3 separate regions of the Hordeum vulgare genome follow, and all the other regions are linked to region 1. The links are chromatin contacts, called in public Hi-C maps. All regions are on one chromosome and are shown on one strand. Each heading gives the region's core, a stretch centred on a gene start, on an enhancer-like site or on the middle of the called end of the contact. The rest is flanking DNA. Distances are from core to core; before and after follow the strand shown. Region 1 holds the start of LOC123425685 (phospholipid-transporting ATPase 2-like). Region 2 holds the start of LOC123425680 (secretory carrier-associated membrane protein 1). Region 3 holds the start of LOC123429851 (internal alternative NAD(P)H-ubiquinone oxidoreductase A1, mitochondrial-like).

Region 1 (2,723 bases), core at 73-2,572:
CAAAACACCGAGCCGTCACGGTCAAACGACGCTGATGAAGCGGAGCCGCAACAGAAGGGCATTCGAGCAAACAAAGGAGAAAAACTAAGGGCAAAACCGAATATACCTGAAAAGTAAGGGCAAAATCCGGGGATGGGAACCAACTAGGGACAAAGATGCAATTGTCCCTTCCGCTAATTGGGCAATTGCTCCACGGTAATTCTTGCTATTTCACTACCCGAGACAACAATATTTACGGTGTTGTTTGGGAGGGTGGTAAACTTTTCAACTTTCTTTATTGTTCTTTTGCATGTATAAATTGTTTGTTAAAAAAGGTTAATCAGATGATTAAGTGGAATTTTTTGTTGATGCGACTCATATCATAGTAGAGGTTATTGATAAAAGAGATAAATTTTAAAATTTGTGAGGAGTATACAACAATATGAAAACAACTATCCTTTTAAAACAAATACTAAAAAAGTTCAAAAAAATCCATTTTTTGTCATGGTAGAGATTTGATGCGTGATGTTCGCTCCAAATTTTAAATTATTTGGACGTCCGAGTAGCTCTCGCCAAAAAAGACAAATTTGAGGTGTGTTAAAAGTGTACCGTTCTTGTATTGTTTGGACCCAATTTGTCTTTTTTTTCTAGAGCTACTCGAATGTATATATGGTGTGAAATTTGAAGCCCACCACACGCACCAATTTTGCTACCTTGCATAAAAAAATTGGAATTTTTGAATTTTTTCTAACCGGGTGCAGATGATCCCGGGTTTTGAATTGGATATTCGCCTTTTAACTTGATTTTGCAGGTGCAGTGAAAAACTTGAATGTGAGAGATTTTGATATTTGATCATTTAAATTTAACCTTTACAATATTTATTTTTTTCCATTACAACACACAAGAATATTTGATAGTGGCTTAGAAACAGAAATTACCCTGTTTGTCCGGCTGTGAGGCGGGAGTATACCTGACCATCTCCGACCCGGTCCGCCCAGGCCCGGGCCTAACATCCATGGTCTAGGCCCTATGGGCTTGCCCATGGGCCGGACTTATGCGTGAGTTTTGAGCCCACTAGCAGGGCCGGACAGGGCTTGGGCTTAACATATTGAGATTTTAAGAAAAAGGTACGGGCTATGGCCCCCAAACTGACCGGTTTTTCAACAGATGGGTTAAACTTGGACTTCAAAGTAGGCCGGATGGTAGCGTCTGGCCCTGGATATAGGTGGGGGCCTGGGTGGGAGGAGCCCGGAGGGGGAGCAACGGAGCGGGGGCAGGGCGGTGGGGCGGCGCCTGGCGTCTTCTCCCGGCTTTTGTAGGGTCGGAAGTCGGACCCGTTTCGTCCGACCGGGCCGGGTGCGTCAGACGAACCGCGTCCCGCTTCAACGGCTCCACCCCGTCTAACCCGGGATACTACTCCCCACCTTGCTCCACCCCTCCGCAACTCCGTCCACCATCGCCTTCGCCGCCGTCCGCCGCCGTTGCAGCCGACCTCGTCGTAGATCTGGGCTCATCCGGTATATGATCACCACCTCATCTCTCTCCCCTAAACCTCCGCCGATCCGTGCGATCCCGCGCTATCCTTACGCCCGCACGCGCAGGACTAGATCGGGCGCGGGCGATCGGAAACGAAACCGACATGGACAGTGATGTTCAGAATTTCGATAGGGAAGCTCTCGTTTAACATTAGGCGGTGGTTGTGAAATGACCAGATCGACGGATGGGTTCTGCATAGCCGTAGATGATTTCATTCGTAACTCGCTTACTCAGCTTTGCAGATCGAATGCATATACTAATGAATGTTAGCTCAGTTGGATGCTGCCTGAGCAAACCACCATAGTCATAGGTACAGATCCCATGGTAGCTTGAAATCAACTGTGCTGAATTCTATCTGTCTTAGAAAAATTCCTTTCCCCCTTGCTCGATGTTGACTAATAAACTGCCGGCAGTTTGTATAGATCGATGCTGATTCACTTGGAACTTCCGTTTTGCTGTCATTCTTAAGCTGGCGCTCTTTAATTTTGTAGCAGGAGTGCTCAGCTGATTTCACGCGGATAATCAAAGGGGACAAATTACAATAGAGTGCATGGTTGTTTCTAGCAATGAAGCGCTTTGTCTACATAAATGACGAATCTTACCAGAATGATTACTGTGATAACCAGATTTCTAACACAAAGTATACCTTATGGAACTTCCTGCCCAAGAATCTATGGGAGCAATTCAGGTTCGTATTTTCTATTAGCATTCATTCTGTATTGACTTCAGAAATGGGAGTACCTTTCTGGCTCTCTTGGTGGAGAAGCCCTGACTGAAGTTGTGTTGCCTGTACTTTGTAGAACTAATGCTTGATTTGGTGTTTCAGGCGTTTCATGAATCAATATTTCTTATTGATAGCATGTCTCCAACTGTGGTCACTTATTACTCCTGTAAATCCTGCAAGCACATGGGGCCCACTTATAGTAATTTTTGCCGTTTCGGCAACCAAAGAGGCCTGGGATGACTACAATCGGTACATTTCAGACAAGCAAGCGAATGAGAAGAAAGTGTGGATTGTAAAGAATGGTGCACGCAAACATGTATGTTTTTCTTGGAGACTTTATTTGGTTATACTGTAAGCATAAAATTATTACAAATGCCACTTGGGTAGCCAGTGAATGCTTCTTTAGGGGTAGAACATGACACGAGAGCTATGGATGAACCTGTTTATTCTTAGTTTTTCTTAATGCCAGGTATTGCAGTAGGCC
Region 2 (2,723 bases), core at 67-2,566, 350 kb before region 1:
CCCTCCGGCCGCCATGACGTCGCCTTGGCCTCGCCCAAATTCTTCTAAGCCTGACGACCTCCTCTGCCTAAGACCGCGCCAGAACATCACCACCACCTCTAAATCGTGCCTCGTGCCCCATTCCACCCCTCGGCGGCCGGTGGAACAAATTTCGTGGCCGACATCGTCGGGGTCCGTCATGGCAGATCATGCACTCAATCTGGCGCATCCCGAGTTAGCAATGGCCCGAGGAGGGTGCAACTCTTTGCCCCAAGCCCGCCGGATGGCTGGACGGGCACCAAAGGTGGCTGGAGCCACCGAAGCGGGCGCCGGCGCACGCTCGGCCGGGCTTCTGTGCCTCTCCCCTGCTCTGGCGGGAGGTGGGAGGAGAACGTGCCAACGGGGCCCATGGGTTAGCGGTTAAGCCCCCCGTTTAAGTGGAAGCGCCGCTGCCGCGTGCCGCCTTCATGCAAAGGTGTGGATTCCAACCAAACATGCCCTTACCTTTGTATCAAATCTCCGTTTTTTTGTTTTTTTAAACGGAACCCCATGATTCCATAACTCACACTCGCTCACTAAGATCGCTAGCGAAAAGTACAGAGACACTTGTCGGCATGTCCTCCACCGTTGATAATGCTTGACAAAATAATAATAATAAATATCATCAAAGTGACGTAGAGGAACCAAAATAAACCGAAGTTTGGTTGCGAACCAACATGTGGTTGAATGGTTAGAGGGATCGTGGTATTCGGAGTCCACGAGGGTTCAAGTTCTCGTGCTCGTATTTATTTCTGAATTTATTTCAGGATTTCCGACGACGCGCATCCAGTGGTAGGACACATTTTTGTTGACGATGAGGCATCTATTGTGATTTCGTAAATTTGAAGATGATATGACAACTCAGTCTCTCAAATGTGTTTATAGTGATAGGATGTATGTGTATGCATTCATAGAATGAGTGTATGATCGTGTATATGAGCGCTTGACTGTGTAAGGCTCCTTTGATTCAAAGGAATTCTATAGAATTTTTGAAGGACTAAAATCCTTAGGAATATTTTCTATATTGATCTTTTGATTTATTGGATTGAATCCTATAGGAATTTTTTTATGAAATCTTTCGTACTACATTTCATAGAAAATATAACATCCACTTCAACTTTTTTTTTACAATTTCTTTGTTTTACGTGTGGCATCAAACACTCCTTACTAATTCTACAGGGTTGAAATGGACATGCCACTCCAACCCTTTATTTTTTTATTTCAATGTTTTTAAAATCCTACAAATCAAAGAGGCCCTAGTGTGTTAAAAAAAACGAAGTTCGGTCCACGAGCAGTTTCGGCGTGTGCGGCTCAAGTGGCAAAGTCGTCGCCGTCACACATATCTGGCCCAACTGGCGGGGGGCGGTGCAGTGCAACCGTGCGTGCCCTCCTGTATCTGCCAGGACTCATCGTCTCCCCCTTTCTCAATCGCCATTGTCGGTGGTGCAAGCAAGCGCGCCGGGGCGTGAGGGAGGGACATGGCGGGCCGCTACGATGGCGGCAACCCTTTCGAGGAGGAGGAGGACGTGAACCCTTTCTCGGTAAGGAGCCAACCCCCCCATGCCACGCCACGCCACGCCATCTCTCCCTTTATCCCGTTCCGCCATTGCCCCCGATGCAGCGGATCTAGTTTCCTTCTCGTTGCCGTGGGCGGCGCAAGGCGTCCGTTTGTGTTCGGATCTGACTAGGGGCAGATCTCATCTAATAGGTTTCCCTCTTCGTCCAATCTCGCCATCACCAACGCTTGTTCTGGGGGGATTCGCACTTTGATGAGGCATTGGTGCCAAAACCCTCCTGTATGCCCTCCGAACTAAATTTTGTGGGTGGTTTCTTGGCAGGAACAAGCGCGAGGCAAAGCTGGCGGCCAGTCCAACTATGGCGGCGGCGGCGCGTTCTACATGCCGGTACGGTATTCGTTGTTCTGCTCACCATTGAATTTGGGGTTAAATTTGCCCTGGACTGCTGGCTACTCACCACTGCGGTCCGTTGATTTTAACTGTAATGTAGAATCCCAGAAACGTTGCTCCCTCTTCGAATTCCCGGCTTTCGCCCCTTCCCCCGGAACCTGCAGATTTCAGTGCCACAGTGGATATCCCTCTTGAGTCTTCAAAGGTATGTGTGGTTGTGCAGCTTAGTCTTTGCAGCTGCAAAATGCATGCGCCTATGAGAACGTCAGCTAGAAGGACAATGATACCCAGGGCTTCCAATTAATGCGTCTTTCTGAATGCTCCAGGACCTGAAGAAAAGAGAAAAGGAGCTGCAAGCGAGGGAAGCAGAGTTGAACAAGAGGGAGAAGGTACAATGCATATTTGTGCAGTTATATTACTCTTTAATTTGGCTATTCTATTACGATAAGTCATTAGCAGAGTATATTTGGGGCTTGTTAGTTGATGTTAATAACTGTCTTCAGTGTGAACTAATTTCGTGAAGTTTATTTCAATCATCTCGCGTTGTTGGCTATCTTTTAAATTCAGTTTTTTATCTGCACACAGTATTCCTGGCACTATTTACATAGTTGATCTGAGCCAAAAGTTTTATCAGGTTCTGATTCCCCCATATTAATTATATTTACTAGGAATTGAAAAGAAGAGAGGAAGCGGCAGCACGAGGTTAGTGTTTGTCTTATCTTTCTGTCTTTCATAGATGACACATTAGAAGCAGTTTGTCAATATTCTTGTCCTATTTTCTCTTGGCAAAATGAAAGA
Region 3 (2,723 bases), core at 131-2,630, 270 kb before region 1:
CGCCTCGTTCACCTCGCGGAGGAAGATTGCGTTCTCTTGGACGCCCTTGATGTTGAAGGTGAGCGGCTCGGCGCCGCTGGCGATCACAAGCTTGTCGTAGGCCACCCTGAAGCGGTAGGGGTTGGCGGGCAGCTGCTCGTCGCCGGCCGCCACCGTGCAGTACACCTCGTGCTTGCGCGTGTCGATGCCGGTGCAGTTGGCGAGGAAGAAGTATGATCCGGGGCGAGTGGAGAGCGCCGGCTGGATGCGGCTGACGGGCTCCACCACGGACCGGAACTCCAGGGTGCCGACGCACGTCGACGCCAGCAGCGGCGTGAACACCATGTGGTTCCTCGGGGACACGCACACCACGTCGTAGGCCGAGGTGTCCACGTCCTTGAGGAACCGGCAGGCCGCCCACCCGGAGCCGAGCACCACGACGCGGGGCTTCTGCTTGAGGCCCGTTGGGCCCAGGTCCGGCAAGACCGCCGTCGCCGCAGCGGGGTCGGTGTGGGAGCACTCCGCCGCCAAGGCCTCTGCTGCCGCGGGGAGCAGCCTCGCGGGCGTCGCGCTGATGCCTCTGCTCGGGCCGTAGAGATTGGCCACCGCGCCGGCGCCGCACTTGTCGGCGAGGCCGACGCACGCGAGGCTGTGGAACGACGACGCAGCGTGGCGGCTTCCTTGCCCCAGCGCCGCGGCATTGCGCAGCGCGGACGCCGCCGGCGTGGACAAGCCGCCCTCGGACGCGATCCTCGAGAGCGACTGCGACAGCTGCGAGCCCCTCGCGATCCTAGACAAAGGCATCGAAGCGTGCGTACCGCGCTGCTTCTACCCGCCTGTATCTCGTGTGAGTTGCTGCAGATGTCACTGCGAAGATTCGGGAAGAAGACTTGGATGAGCAAAGCAAATCATCCAACCCGCACATGAGTCAGCATACACAGCAATGCATAGAAACCAATAACAAAAATGCAAGAGAATATATAGATCAACGGCGAGGAACTGGGAAACCCCAAGGCGAAGGAGACCACCAGCTACTAGAACAGGGCGAGTCCATGCCGCCGCCGCCGCCGCCGCCTCGTTTGATGATTCCGAGCCCCGTGCGTCACGGCTTCCGTGCGAAGGCACGGCCGACGCACTAGAAGAAGGAGAGGGAGAAACAGCGAGGCAAGAGTCGGAGGATTACCGGGAGAAGGCGATCGAATCAGCAGGGCGGAGACGTCGTGGTCGTGGTCGTCGTCGCAGGGCCCGCCATGGGCGAAGAGGAAGAAGCCAAGGCGCGCGTCCCGATCACCGGATCGGCGCGTGTGGAAAGGGAGTTTTCTCTCAAGAGCGAAAAGGAAAGCGGAAGGATCTGGAGGAGAGAAAGAGTCGCGTGTGTCTTGGAGAGGAGAGCGAGAGTATATTTACTTTCCCCCCGACTTGCCGGAGCCTTGGCTTGCGCAGCAAGAAGAAACGAACGAAGCCCCTGTTAATTCTGCTGTGGGGATCCGCGGTTGAGCAATCAATTCTTCTTTCCTTTTCTTCCTCGACACTGCATGCATGCCCTGCTTGGTTATGACCCGGTCAGCGCTAGCTGTCACGTACCGGCTGCCCCATCCGTGCTGAGATACTCGCGGACGGCGGGCGGGCCGGTTCGGCTCCCGTGCACGCAGGCCGTCTCGAGTCTTGACCCGAACGCAGCTGGCCAGATGTATCGTTGTAGGAAATGGGAAGGAACTATGATCGATCGATGGTTGCATGACCGTAAGCCCATCTCTCGTAGCTTTTTGCTTTGGGCTGGTTGTAACGGGTGGTATCATATACTACTAAGTATCATGTCTATAATATCACATTCGTAATACATAGTATCATATGTTAGTATTATAAGATAGTTTATTTATTGTCACGTAAGATACATAGTAACACATCATTTAATATGATACGATATCATGATATGATACTCAAGATGGAATAATTATAGGACACGGCGGAGTTCAAATTCTTTGGACGTTCTCGAAATGAAGATGGCGATCTCATCGTCGCCCTCCCTGGGTGCGACGACACGGTCCGAGCGGCGATCCTCATCGCCGGCGCCACCGTCCGAGCGGGCAGTGACTATCGGGCGCGTGCACGTCTCCTTGCGTGGAGCCCATGTACCGCCCGGTCGCTCGACCCGGGGATTCTTGGGCCCAAACCCACGACGCGCCCTGCAGATGCGGTCGAGACACTTGGGGGCCCCGATGCTACAGGAGAGAGAGAGGGAGAGACTACTTATCCGCTCACCCCGCCCCCCACCACCATCCCCGCACCGCCCCTCGCCACATCCACTTCCGATCTAGATCTCGACTCCCTTTTCAGTCATTTCTGGAGCTCTCCTAGGCTTTCCTCTACTTTCGGCTGGTGGGAAGGAAAAGTGGGAGGGGATCAGAGGTCGTTCGCGCAAGTGGTTGCTTCGCCTCCGCGGACGCAGTCCATGGCGGGGCGCGATGGAGGCAACCGCTTCAATCGAGGAGATGGGGGCGGGGAAGGGAGATTCGGGCGTGGTGGTGGTCGCTTTGGTCGCGGCGGTGGTCGCGAGCGTGGTGGTGGTGGCGGGGTCGCAGCATGGTGTGGATGCGCGACAAGGACGACGACGGCTCCTCCAACATTGATCCACGCCATGGGTCGTCTGACAAGGCGAGATGGGATGCAAATGCGATGGAGCAAGGAGGTGCACGCGGATCCGAAAAGTGGGGCGACAACAGCAACGACACCGTGATTGCTGG

The links. Hi-C and Micro-C count contacts between places; a contact is called where the count stands out from the background.
Region 2: a contact with region 1 is called in a Hi-C map of seedling, with 3 times the contacts expected there. The contact joins the promoter of LOC123425680 here to the promoter of LOC123425685 in region 1. A contact is called at or near these places in 2 of 6 Hi-C or Micro-C datasets (leaf and seedling).
Region 3: a Hi-C map of seedling shows a contact between it and region 1, with 2.8 times the contacts expected there. The contact joins the promoter of LOC123429851 here to the promoter of LOC123425685 in region 1. A contact is called at or near these places in 2 of 6 Hi-C or Micro-C datasets (leaf and seedling).

What each region holds. Positions count from the first base shown.
Region 1 is chr2H:164,787,818-164,790,540 of MorexV3_pseudomolecules_assembly, forward strand. LOC123425685 (phospholipid-transporting ATPase 2-like) reads left to right here and starts at 1,323. Exons shown (of 25, transcript XM_045109393.1): 1 at 1,323-1,496; 2 at 2,010-2,203; 3 at 2,342-2,555. The coding sequence starts at 2,082.
Region 2 is chr2H:164,442,763-164,445,485 of MorexV3_pseudomolecules_assembly, forward strand. It overlaps LOC123425680 (secretory carrier-associated membrane protein 1), which reads left to right and starts at 1,317. Exons shown (of 13, transcript XM_045109387.1): 1 at 1,317-1,559; 2 at 1,857-1,922; 3 at 2,026-2,130; 4 at 2,252-2,314; 5 at 2,594-2,627. The coding sequence starts at 1,497.
Region 3 is chr2H:164,515,029-164,517,751 of MorexV3_pseudomolecules_assembly, forward strand. LOC123429851 (internal alternative NAD(P)H-ubiquinone oxidoreductase A1, mitochondrial-like) reads right to left here and starts at 1,381. Exons shown (of 6, transcript XM_045113826.1): 1 at 1,163-1,381; 2 at 1-846. The coding sequence starts at 783.